Regions from separate parts of the Mus musculus genome. Here all the other regions are linked to region 3. Evidence: chromatin contacts called from public promoter capture Hi-C data. All regions are on one chromosome and are shown on one strand. The core of a region is the stretch at or near the end of the contact, and the rest is flanking DNA. Distances in the headings are between cores, read along the strand shown. Region 1 holds the start of Hoxc4 (homeobox C4). Region 2 holds the start of Gpr84 (G protein-coupled receptor 84). Region 3 holds the start of Smug1 (single-strand selective monofunctional uracil DNA glycosylase).

Region 1 (3,166 bases), core at 231-2,730, 130 kb after region 3:
GGCGCTGACCTCACTTTGGTGTTGGGGAGTCGGTGGTCCTTCTTCCATTTCATACGACGGTTTTGGAACCAGATTTTGATCTGCCTCTCAGAGAGGCACAGCGAGTGGGCGATCTCGATCCTTCTCCTTCGGGTCAGGTAGCGGTTGTAATGAAACTCTTTCTCTAATTCCAGGACCTGCTGCCGGGTGTAGGCTGTCCTCGAGCGCTTGGGCTCCCCTCCGTTATAATTGGGGTTCACTGGGGAAGGGGGAGGGGAAGCAAATAGTGGGGTTCAGAGGCAGCAGGCTCCCTGCCCCCACCCTCACCCCATCCTCAGCTTTGAGGAACAGGAGGGAGTGGTGGAAATAAAGTCATCAAGCTAAATGGGTTATAAAGAAGTTGAAGGAAGCTAGAGACTTTGTAGTGTAATAAGAGGGGAATCCTCATTGTAACGACACTGAATTATTTATGCGCCCTTAGAAAGCAAGCATAGTTTTCACACATACATAACAGATCGTAGCACATGGCTCGGACTGCCCAGAGTAGCTAAGCCATAAAATTTATGGGGGATGTAATTACCCATTCTCGCTCGTAAATCCAGTTCAATTGTGCTAACCCAGAGTCGCTCCTGGAGAGAGAGGGGGAAGGAGAGAAAGGAGGACGGGGCCAGAGGGGGCCAGGGAGGGTGGGGAGCGCCGGGAAAGGGAGGGGGGCAAAAAGCAAAGTTGCCTACCCGTGCTAACGTGAATTTTTTTCATCCAAGGGTAGACTATGGGTTGCTTGCTGGCGGCGCTGGAGGGATGGTCAGGGGCTGGCTGGCTGCAGGCTGGCGGGGCTGGGGACGGGGAGGCAGAGGTGCCTGAGAGAGGCGCCGGCTCGCAGAGCGGCTGCGATTTCTCAGGGTGGTGGTGGCCCGCCTGGGCCGGCCCGTGGGCTCGCGAATTGCCAGGCCCCTGGAGACTGGTGCAGCTATACTGACGCTCAGGGTAGCTAGGGCGCGGAGGCGGTGGTGGGTACAGCTCCTGGTGGTGATGCTGGAATCCCGATTCCCTGGTCCGGCCGTAATATTCCGGACTGTGTTCAGGGATGTAGCTATTTTGCGAATATTCTTCGCATGGAGGAAATTTCGGATCGATGTAGTTAGAGTCCATCAAATACGAGCTCATGATCATTAATTTCTGGAGTGGAAAATAATTTTTCTCGCTTTGTCGTTTTTCTGCTCCATAAAGCCCTCCTACTAGCTAGCGACCCTGTAAAGTTACTTTCACCATGTGACTCCGCCGGCCAATCACACCGAGCAACCCAGTCCCCGGATAAGGAACCGAATCGCTTTATTCAAAATGTATCCAATTTTTTGTGTATGTGGTGGTGGTGCTGCTGCTGCTGGGGGTGGGGGTGGGGGATGGCTGGCAGAAGCTGGGGTGCTCACCATTGCACACCCCACCAGACTGACAATCCTTCCTTGCTAAAGATGGGTGGCTCCCAGCTCGACTCCAATGTTTGGGCACTGGGGGCTGTCGGGAGGCTGTGATCTAGCCCCCGCCCAGAGTCTCCTCTCCGGCCTCCAGTGGGCCCCGTGGGCCTCAGCTCCAGTGCCTTTCCAGTGGTCTCCATTATGGCAATCGTGTTGCAGTCTGTGTAGGTCACAGGGCAGCGCCCCTCTTTCGCAGGAAGAGGAAGTTCAATGAGGGCTTCAGTGCAGGTTGGATGGGGAGGGGCCGAGGTTGAGCTTAGAAGGCTGGAGAGCCTGAACTGCCCTACCCCATTCACGGATCCTCAAGTCCATTTCCCCTATCCCATACACACTCACCCAACCCTCTTGGCCAAGGGGCCTTGGAGACAGGGTCCCAGCAGTACTAGGCAGGTTGAGGCAGCGGGATACAAATGATCCTGATGTCATTTCTGGAAGTCTAGGGCTTGAGCCCCCTCTGAAGAAAGACAGGAAGTGGTTGGCAAAAGCAGATTTCAGAAATCTTGACACCCCTGCTACCCACTGTCCTTCCCGGCCCAGGCCCCAGAGCCCAGAGCCCAGAGCAGAGATCTACTACTGATGACTCTTGTGTGACTCCTGCTCCCTGGCCTTCTGACTTCTCACAGCACCTGCCAGAATGGTGAAAGAGAGAGAGAGAGAGAGAGAGAGAGAGAGAGAGAGAGAGAGAGAGAGAGAAAGGAGAAGGAGAAAGAAGGAGGAGAAAGAAGGAGGAGGAGGAAGGAGGAGGAGGAGGAAGGAGGAGGAGGAGGAAGGAGAAGGAAGAAGAAGAAGAAGAAGAAGAAGAAGAAGAAGAAGAAGAAGAAGAAGAAGAAGAAGAAGAAGAAGAAGAAGAAGAAAAGATGAGACATTTGCCAGGAGTCAGTGCCCTGACCCAAGGCCCTGAGAGTTTTTCCTCCATGTCTTACCCTCAAGGGAAGCCTGTGTGGGCAGAGCCTGCTTGCTTCCAATCTGAGACTATATCCGTGTAACACGTGTGTTTACATGTAAACACATATTCCCAAGGGCCAGCTCCAGGCTGCCTTCCAAAAAGAAGAGGTGAGGTAACTACTCTTTGGAGGCAGGGCAGGGGTCTCTGGCCTATTCTTGCCCTGCTCCCTCCCTCTGTCACCCACACACACAGAATATCCTCACGGGAGGTGGCAGAGTCAGGGAAGAGAGATGGGGCAAGGAAGGACTATTTTTCCAGCCACTGGTTCCTTAGCTAAGGGTGGCCTCCTCGTCATCGGACTCCAATTAAGTGATCTTCTATAACTCAGAGTTGGGGGGGGGGGCAGCAGAGGGGAAAGCCCAGGGTGGGAGCCAGGTCTCCTTGTTGTACTTGATAACAATTATAGTTTAAAATCATAGCTTGCCGGGGCTCGGCTATATTTTACTTGATAACAATAAAAGTGACACATAAAGTTAACTGTTTATGTTTTATTTATTAGACTAAATCTGCCAGCGGTGGTAGGAGCGCTTGCCTCCTCGCTACAGCTTTTATAGGGCTGTAAAACGTCATAAATCAGTCTCGCGGAATCGCCCGCACTCTTTGTGTCGGCGGCACAGGGCTGGCGGCCGCTGGCTGCCTGCTCCCTCCTTTCCACGAAAAGTCGTAATGTGATTTTTTTCCCTCTGATTTTATTATTATGATCGCCGCCGTGATTAGTCAATCTACCTTTAATTCGCCGCCCTATGCTGCCTCCTCCCAGCACAGC
Region 2 (3,145 bases), core at 486-2,985, 150 kb before region 3:
GGAACTCACTACCTTGAGTGAAGCTATCCTTGAACTCAGAGATCCACCTGCCTCTGGCTCTTAAGTACTGGGATAAAAGGCATGGACTACTGTGCCAGGATTAATTTATTTATTTAAAAACAGAGTCTTCTATGGCCTAGGCTGGCCTCAAAATTACTTCATAGCTGAGGATGACCTTGAACTCCTGATCTTTTCCATCTCCCGAGGGCTGGGATGACAGGTGTGGACCAGCTTGCTTGGTTTACATATCTGAGAAGTAGAATCTGAGAAGTTAGAAGTGGGAATTGAACCCAGGACCTTGAGCATGCTGGGTAAGCACTCTACCACTGACTTACATCCTCAGCCAAATTTACTTTTTATTTGGAGATAAATTCTCATTCACCAAAATTACCAAGGCTGGCCTAGAACTCACTATGTGAGTCTGAAAAGCCTAAAGAACTGTGATCATCAACCTGTACATTCAGCCCCTGTTCCTACCTTCCATTCCAGCTCTGAGGAGGCACAGGCCAGTGGATCTCTGTGAGTTTGAGGCCAGCCTGGTCTTTATAGTGAGCTCCAGGTCAGCCAAGTCTATATACAGTAAGACCCTGTCTGAATTTATTTTTTTTAAAGATTTATTTATTTAATATATGTGAGTACACTGTTGCTGTCTTCAGACACACCAGAAGAGGGCATCAGATCCCATTCCAGATGGTTGTGAGCCACCATGTGGTTGCTGGAAGTTGAACTCAGGACCTCTGGAAAAGCAGCCAGTGTTCTTAACTGCTGAGTCATATCTCCAGCCCCTCAATTTTTTTTTAAAGATTTATTTATTTATTATATGTAAGTACACTGTAGCTGTCTTCAGACACTCCAGAAGAGGGCGTCAGATCTTGTTACAGATGGTTGTGAGCCACCATGTGGTTGCTGGGATTTGAACTCCGGACCTTCGGAAGAGCAGTCGGGTGCTCTTACCCACTGAGCCATCTCACCAGCCCTCAATTTTTTTTTTAATTGCACTTATTTATGTGGGTGTTTATAGGTATATATGTCCCACAGAACTTGTATGAAACTCAGAGAACAGCTTGCAGGAATTGATTCTTGTTTCTATAAGTCCTGGAAGACAACTCAGTCTGAGCCATCTTGCCAGTCCCTTTTTATCTGACTCCACTTCTCATATGTGCTGAAGTGTCATTTGGGACCCTCTGAGGTAACCCATCTCCAGTCTCTGAAGAGAAGAAAGGAAGTGCTGTTGTTGCTAAACAAGCCCAAGCTCTCTGGAGGCGCTGAGCATTACTTCTAACACCTGGTCTGTTTTTGACCGCTTGAGAAGTGGCCCAGTCAGATTTGGTAGTTTGTACTTATACTCACAGTGCTCAAGTGGCTGATGCAGGGGAATTTCTGTGAGTTCCATGGCAGACTGGGATAATGAATCAGACCCTATCTCAAGAGAAAAAAAAAAAAAAACAGAAGTAGTCCAGAGGATCTGACACTGTCTCGCTGTTCGACAGTTCTCAGCAATGACCTTAGAGAGGTTCTGCCTCAGAGAAAGGAAGGAAATAACATTTGGGTTTCAGGAAGGAGAGAAGAAAGAGTGAGACAACTCTAGAGTAAGTTGCAGGGGAATTTCAACAGAGAAGCTCGGACTTTAGCAGCCACGGTAAAATTAGTAGGACTAGCTGGAGGTGGGGAAGGAAGTGGCTAAGGTTGGGTAACTTGGGAGTTTCTTATTTCTGTCTAGCATGGTAGGAGGCATTATATGTCCAGCTGGAAGCCTGGCTGTCCCTAGAAAAGCTGGAAGCCTGACTGCCCCTCAAAAGACCTGCTCTTTAGGTGAGCTAGATATTGTTTACTGAAGACAAGTGTGAAAACTGGGAACCTCAGGTGAGCATACCGTGTGTGTGTGTGTGTGTGTGTGTGTGTGTGTGTGTGTGTGTGTGTTGTGCATGGTCTTATTTTCTCGATCCTCTCATTTCTCAGGTAGTCACAATCAGAAAATGTGAGGTGAGGAGAATAGTGGTATATGTATGAGGCCTGAGAATCTTTGTGAGCTAAGACCAGCCTGGCTATATAACAAGACACAGGAGAGAGAAGGGGAAAGGGAGGAAGAAGGGGGAGAGGAAGAGAGGAGGAGAGGAAGAAGGGAAGAAGGAGAAAGGAAAGAAGAGGGGGAAAAGGGAGGGGGATCAAGGAGCACAGGGCTCTTGGCTGGTCTTCAAGATCTGGGAAGTAATTAGGATGGAAGCTGCCAGGTTTATGGGGAGCATCCCACACATATTGAAGGGGCCTGAGGTTTGGAGAAACAAAATTAACACATTTCCAGAAGAGACATTTGATAAGAATTTAGAAAAGAAGTCCAAAAATGTGAAAGGAAAAGGTAGAGAGAACCTACAGGAGATAACAGGGAACTTTGAGATCAAGTGCTTTCCAGCCAAGAATTAAAGTGAGTTCTAGGAGCAGAGCAAGGGAGTTGCTTCAAAGGAAGCAACTGGAGAAGCAAGTTCTCATACCATCTCCCTTTCCTCCTCTCCCTTCAGTCTCCATCATGTGGAACAGCTCAGATGCCAACTTCTCCTGCTACCATGAGTCTGTGTTGGGCTATCGATACTTTGCAATTATCTGGGGCGTGGCAGTGGCTGTGACAGGCACGGTGGGCAATGTGCTCACTCTGCTGGCCTTGGCCATTCGTCCCAAGCTCCGAACCCGCTTCAACCTGCTCATTGCCAACCTCACCCTGGCTGATCTACTCTACTGCACGCTCCTGCAGCCTTTCTCCGTGGACACATACCTCCACCTCCATTGGCGTACCGGCGCGGTCTTCTGTAGAATATTTGGACTCCTCCTCTTTACTTCCAATTCTGTCTCCATCCTCACCCTCTGTCTCATTGCTCTAGGACGCTACCTCCTCATTGCCCACCCTAAGCTCTTTCCCCAGGTTTTCAGTGCCAAGGGGATCGTGCTGGCACTGGTGGGCAGCTGGGTTGTGGGGGTGACCAGCTTTGCCCCCCTCTGGAATGTTTTTGTCTTGGTGCCAGTTGTCTGCACCTGCAGCTTTGACCGCATGCGAGGCCGGCCTTACACCACCATCCTCATGGGCATCTACTTTGTGCTTGGGCTCAGCAGCGTGGGCGTCTTCTACTGCCTCATCCACCGGCAAGTGAAGCGT
Region 3 (3,025 bases), core at 150-2,649:
GGGAAGATAGAGGCACCTAGAGACAGAAAGCAAGCCATGGAAGAGGTGAGCGACAAATCGTACAGAAAGAAAGTGGCAAGACCCAGAGGGACAAGGCTGCTGTGCACTACAGCTCAGCAAGTAAGGGGCAGCCTCGATGGAATACAGGTGAGTGATTCCTCACCTTGATGCTGGATGGTCACTACTCACAACAGCTGCACCCACTGCTTTTATCTGGATGCTAGAGCAGTCTTGGGAAAGGCATTGTGTTCTGGGTTCCCTGGTCTTCTTCCCTAGCACCCATTGGGGACTTTGCTTTGGTGATGAGAGCCCTGGCTTCCCCCGGCATGAGTATTGGGGAAGGCAAGGGACCCAGAAGATATCTACCCATGGAAGATTCCAGTTGAGTGAAAAGTCACAGTGAAATGTCCAGTTAGATAGGAACAAAGCAGGGTGTGAATGGCTTTGGAAGTCAGTGCTGAGGGGCTAGTTAGGTGCAATTAGGGATTAAAGTTTGTTGGAGAAGGCTTCCTGGGAAGACTATTGTAGGAGAGTCTGGAAAGATGGGATGTGTTATTTATATATGTCTACTTATGAGGGCCAGGAGACATAAGAGTTGGTAAATAAACAAAAATCTGAGTCAGGACGATCTTCCTTACTAACCTGGGTGGGCACCACCAACCTGTTCAGAGTCCAGTGCAACCAATGACTAAGGAAGGGCTCTTAACACAAAGGGCTTCCCTGGTTCTCCAGCTTACAGGCAGCAGGTCCCATAGGGCTGTGAGCGTATTTCCACAATACATCTCCTCACATTGATAAAAGGATGGTTTTGATTTTGCTTCTTGGAGAAACCCAATTCAGGATACAGGCTGGCAGATGTCAAGGCAAGAGAGAAACAGATTAAAATGGCGAGGCTGTGGATTTAGATGCTAATGCTAACAGGGATGTTCACTGTCAAAGAGGTAGGTGCTGAGAGAAATGCCTTCGTGGATATTTGTTTGGTTGTTTTGTTTTGTCGAGTCAGGGTTTCTGTGTAGCCCTGGCTGTCCTGGAACTCACTCTGTAGATCCGCCACAACCACACGGTTGCCTCTTTGGATGTTATGTAAACAGTTAATGGCCCTTGGAGGGCTGCAAAGATGATGCCTTATACCTCGGGGCAGCAAGAGGGAAAGGTCTCTGGTGGATGAGGTATTGGGGATGGCTGCAGAGTCCAGATGGTTGTGACGTCTTGATGTAAATCATATTATTAAACTACAATCCCCAGCGACCCGTGGAACTCTTTTAGCGAGTTTTCCGGGGATTTGGCATTTCCGGCGGAAGCAGACGTCGCTAGCCATTCTTCTTATTTAAATGCTGTCGACTACAACTCCCAGTGCCCTCCGCGCCAGGACGAAGAAAGGAAGCGGAAGCTGCATGGGGAGCTTGTGCAGGTGAGGGAGTAGGGGGCTGGATCTCTGGGAAGGGCGGTGGGGGCTCTCGGAGTTCCGGAGAGGTAGCCGCTCTGTGACTCCAAGGCCTACAAGGGGCCCCTGTGAGCCCTGCAGCGCTGTTTTGATTTAAATCCTGTGGATTTCTGTACCACCTACAAGGGACAGCGGCTAGCTAGTGGCTTGGATTCTTATTTTTGTTTTAGGTTTATTTATGTTATTTTTTATATATGGGTGTTTTGTCTGCACACCAGAAGAGGACATTGGATACTATAGGACTGCAGTTTGACTCTTGCAAGCCGCATTATGGGTGCTGGGAATTAAACTGAGAACCATTGAAAGAGCAGCCAGTACTTTTACTTAATGAGCCTCCATCGCACTGTGGCCTGGATGTATCTCAGGGTTGCCCTTTGTTTTTTAATGTAATTTGAAATGTGTGACATGTTTCTTAAGGCATTTTGCTTTTTGAGGGGAAAAAATGCACACACACACACACACACACACACAAAAGGCTCCTGATCTTCTCATCTTTCCGCCTCTACCTCCTGAGTGCTGAGCTGATAGATACGAGCTTCTATACCTGGTTTACAGTGCTGGGGATTGAACCCAAGGCTTCATTCATCTTTGGTATACACTCCACTGAGTTGCAGCATCAGGCATTGAGCTTATGGCTGTTGGTGACTTTAGGGAGGACTGTCAGACTTCCTGCTAGGAATTTTTTTTTTTTTTTTTTGATTTTTTGTCCAGGACAGCAAAGCTCAGATTATATCTGTCCTCTTAGCTCTTCATGGCTTATCCCAAACCTGTCTTATATCTTATTTTGGAGTTATCCCCCCAACATATGAGGGACTCAAATATTTAAGAAATAAACAATTGCTGGAGGTAGGTTGATGGTTCCTATAGAGAAGAGCCTTAAAGTGATTTGTGCAAGAGAACCTTCTTAGATGTCTTGGCTGGTAGGGCTCTTGCCACCAAACCTGATGACTTATATTCATTCCTCAGAGCCTTGACAGTAGAAGAGAACCAGCTCCCAAAAGTTATCTTTTGCCACATGAGTTGCTAAGGTGTGCTTGCTCTCCCTAGTAAATAAAAACAACTGTTAAGAGAAAGAACCGTTTAAGAGAGGAAACCAGGACTAGCATTCTAGTTAGCCTGTGACACTTGCTACCAGATGAACAGTGAAAATAAGCTCTCCTCACTTCTGTGCATGCCTATCCTTGCTGTCTTCAGCCCAGAGCAGACCCATCTTAGACCTGAGAGAGATCCCTGTGCTGTTTTTTCTAATATTGGTTCTACACAGGGACTTGCAAAGCAAAGGTCCCAGAAAACCCAGTTCGCCACACCGTCCTCAGCTTTCCAGAATGTTCTGGGAGCCTGTGTGGACAAACCAGATTTCTAGCCTGCTATGGTGACACATCCAGGTAATCCCAGCACTCGGGAGACTGAGGCAGGAAGAAGGCCACTGGTTGGAGGTTAGTAGGTCTACATCTTGAATTTTAGGACAGGCAAAGCCATGTAGTGAGACTTTGTCTCAAAACGCATAAGATAAAAATAAAGTCTAAAAGAAAGAAGGAGGAGGAGGGAGAGGAGGAAGCAGCAGAGGCAGTGGGAGCTAGT

Evidence for each region. Capture Hi-C pulls out chosen DNA fragments and counts their contacts.
Region 1: a promoter capture Hi-C map of adipose tissue shows a contact between it and region 3. The contact joins the promoter of Hoxc4 here to the promoter of Smug1 in region 3. A contact is called at or near these places in 3 of 39 promoter capture datasets (cranial neural crest, embryonic stem cells and neural stem cells), 2 of 15 datasets of contacts at CTCF or cohesin (the NIH/3T3 cell line and stem cell-derived epiblast-like cells), 11 of 484 Hi-C or Micro-C datasets (the Ba/F3 cell line, the G1E-ER4 cell line, bone marrow-derived macrophages and 6 more), 24 of 115 datasets of contacts at active chromatin or transcription factors (the 230-238 cell line, the SCID.adh cell line, acute myeloid leukemia and 15 more) and 4 of 9 other capture datasets (adipose tissue, embryonic stem cells, liver and 1 more).
Region 2: a promoter capture Hi-C map of liver shows a contact between it and region 3. The contact joins the promoter of Gpr84 here to the promoter of Smug1 in region 3. A contact is called at or near these places in 19 of 39 promoter capture datasets (the 3T3-L1 cell line, the C10 cell line, the HPC-7 cell line and 14 more), 3 of 15 datasets of contacts at CTCF or cohesin (the NIH/3T3 cell line and embryonic stem cells), 11 of 484 Hi-C or Micro-C datasets (3T3-L1-derived adipocytes, the F1.1 cell line, effector CD8 T cells and 6 more), 22 of 115 datasets of contacts at active chromatin or transcription factors (the HPC-7 cell line, the SCID.adh cell line, T-cell acute lymphoblastic leukemia and 17 more) and 4 of 9 other capture datasets (adipose tissue, liver, macrophages and 1 more).

The regions. Positions count from the first base shown.
Region 1 is chr15:103,032,709-103,035,874 of GRCm38.p6, reverse strand. Hoxc4 (homeobox C4) reads right to left here and starts at 1,480. Exons shown (of 2, transcript NM_013553.2): 1 at 714-1,480; 2 at 1-238. The coding sequence starts at 1,152. The region is part of intron 2 of Gm30528 (a long non-coding RNA gene); the gene reads left to right.
Region 2 is chr15:103,309,028-103,312,172 of GRCm38.p6, reverse strand. Gpr84 (G protein-coupled receptor 84) reads left to right here and starts at 1,735. Exons shown (of 2, transcript NM_030720.2): 1 at 1,735-1,863; 2 at 2,517-3,145. The coding sequence starts at 2,525.
Region 3 is chr15:103,161,658-103,164,682 of GRCm38.p6, reverse strand. It overlaps Smug1 (single-strand selective monofunctional uracil DNA glycosylase), which reads left to right and starts at 1,399. Exons shown (of 6, transcript NM_027885.3): 1 at 1,399-1,411; 2 at 2,709-2,880.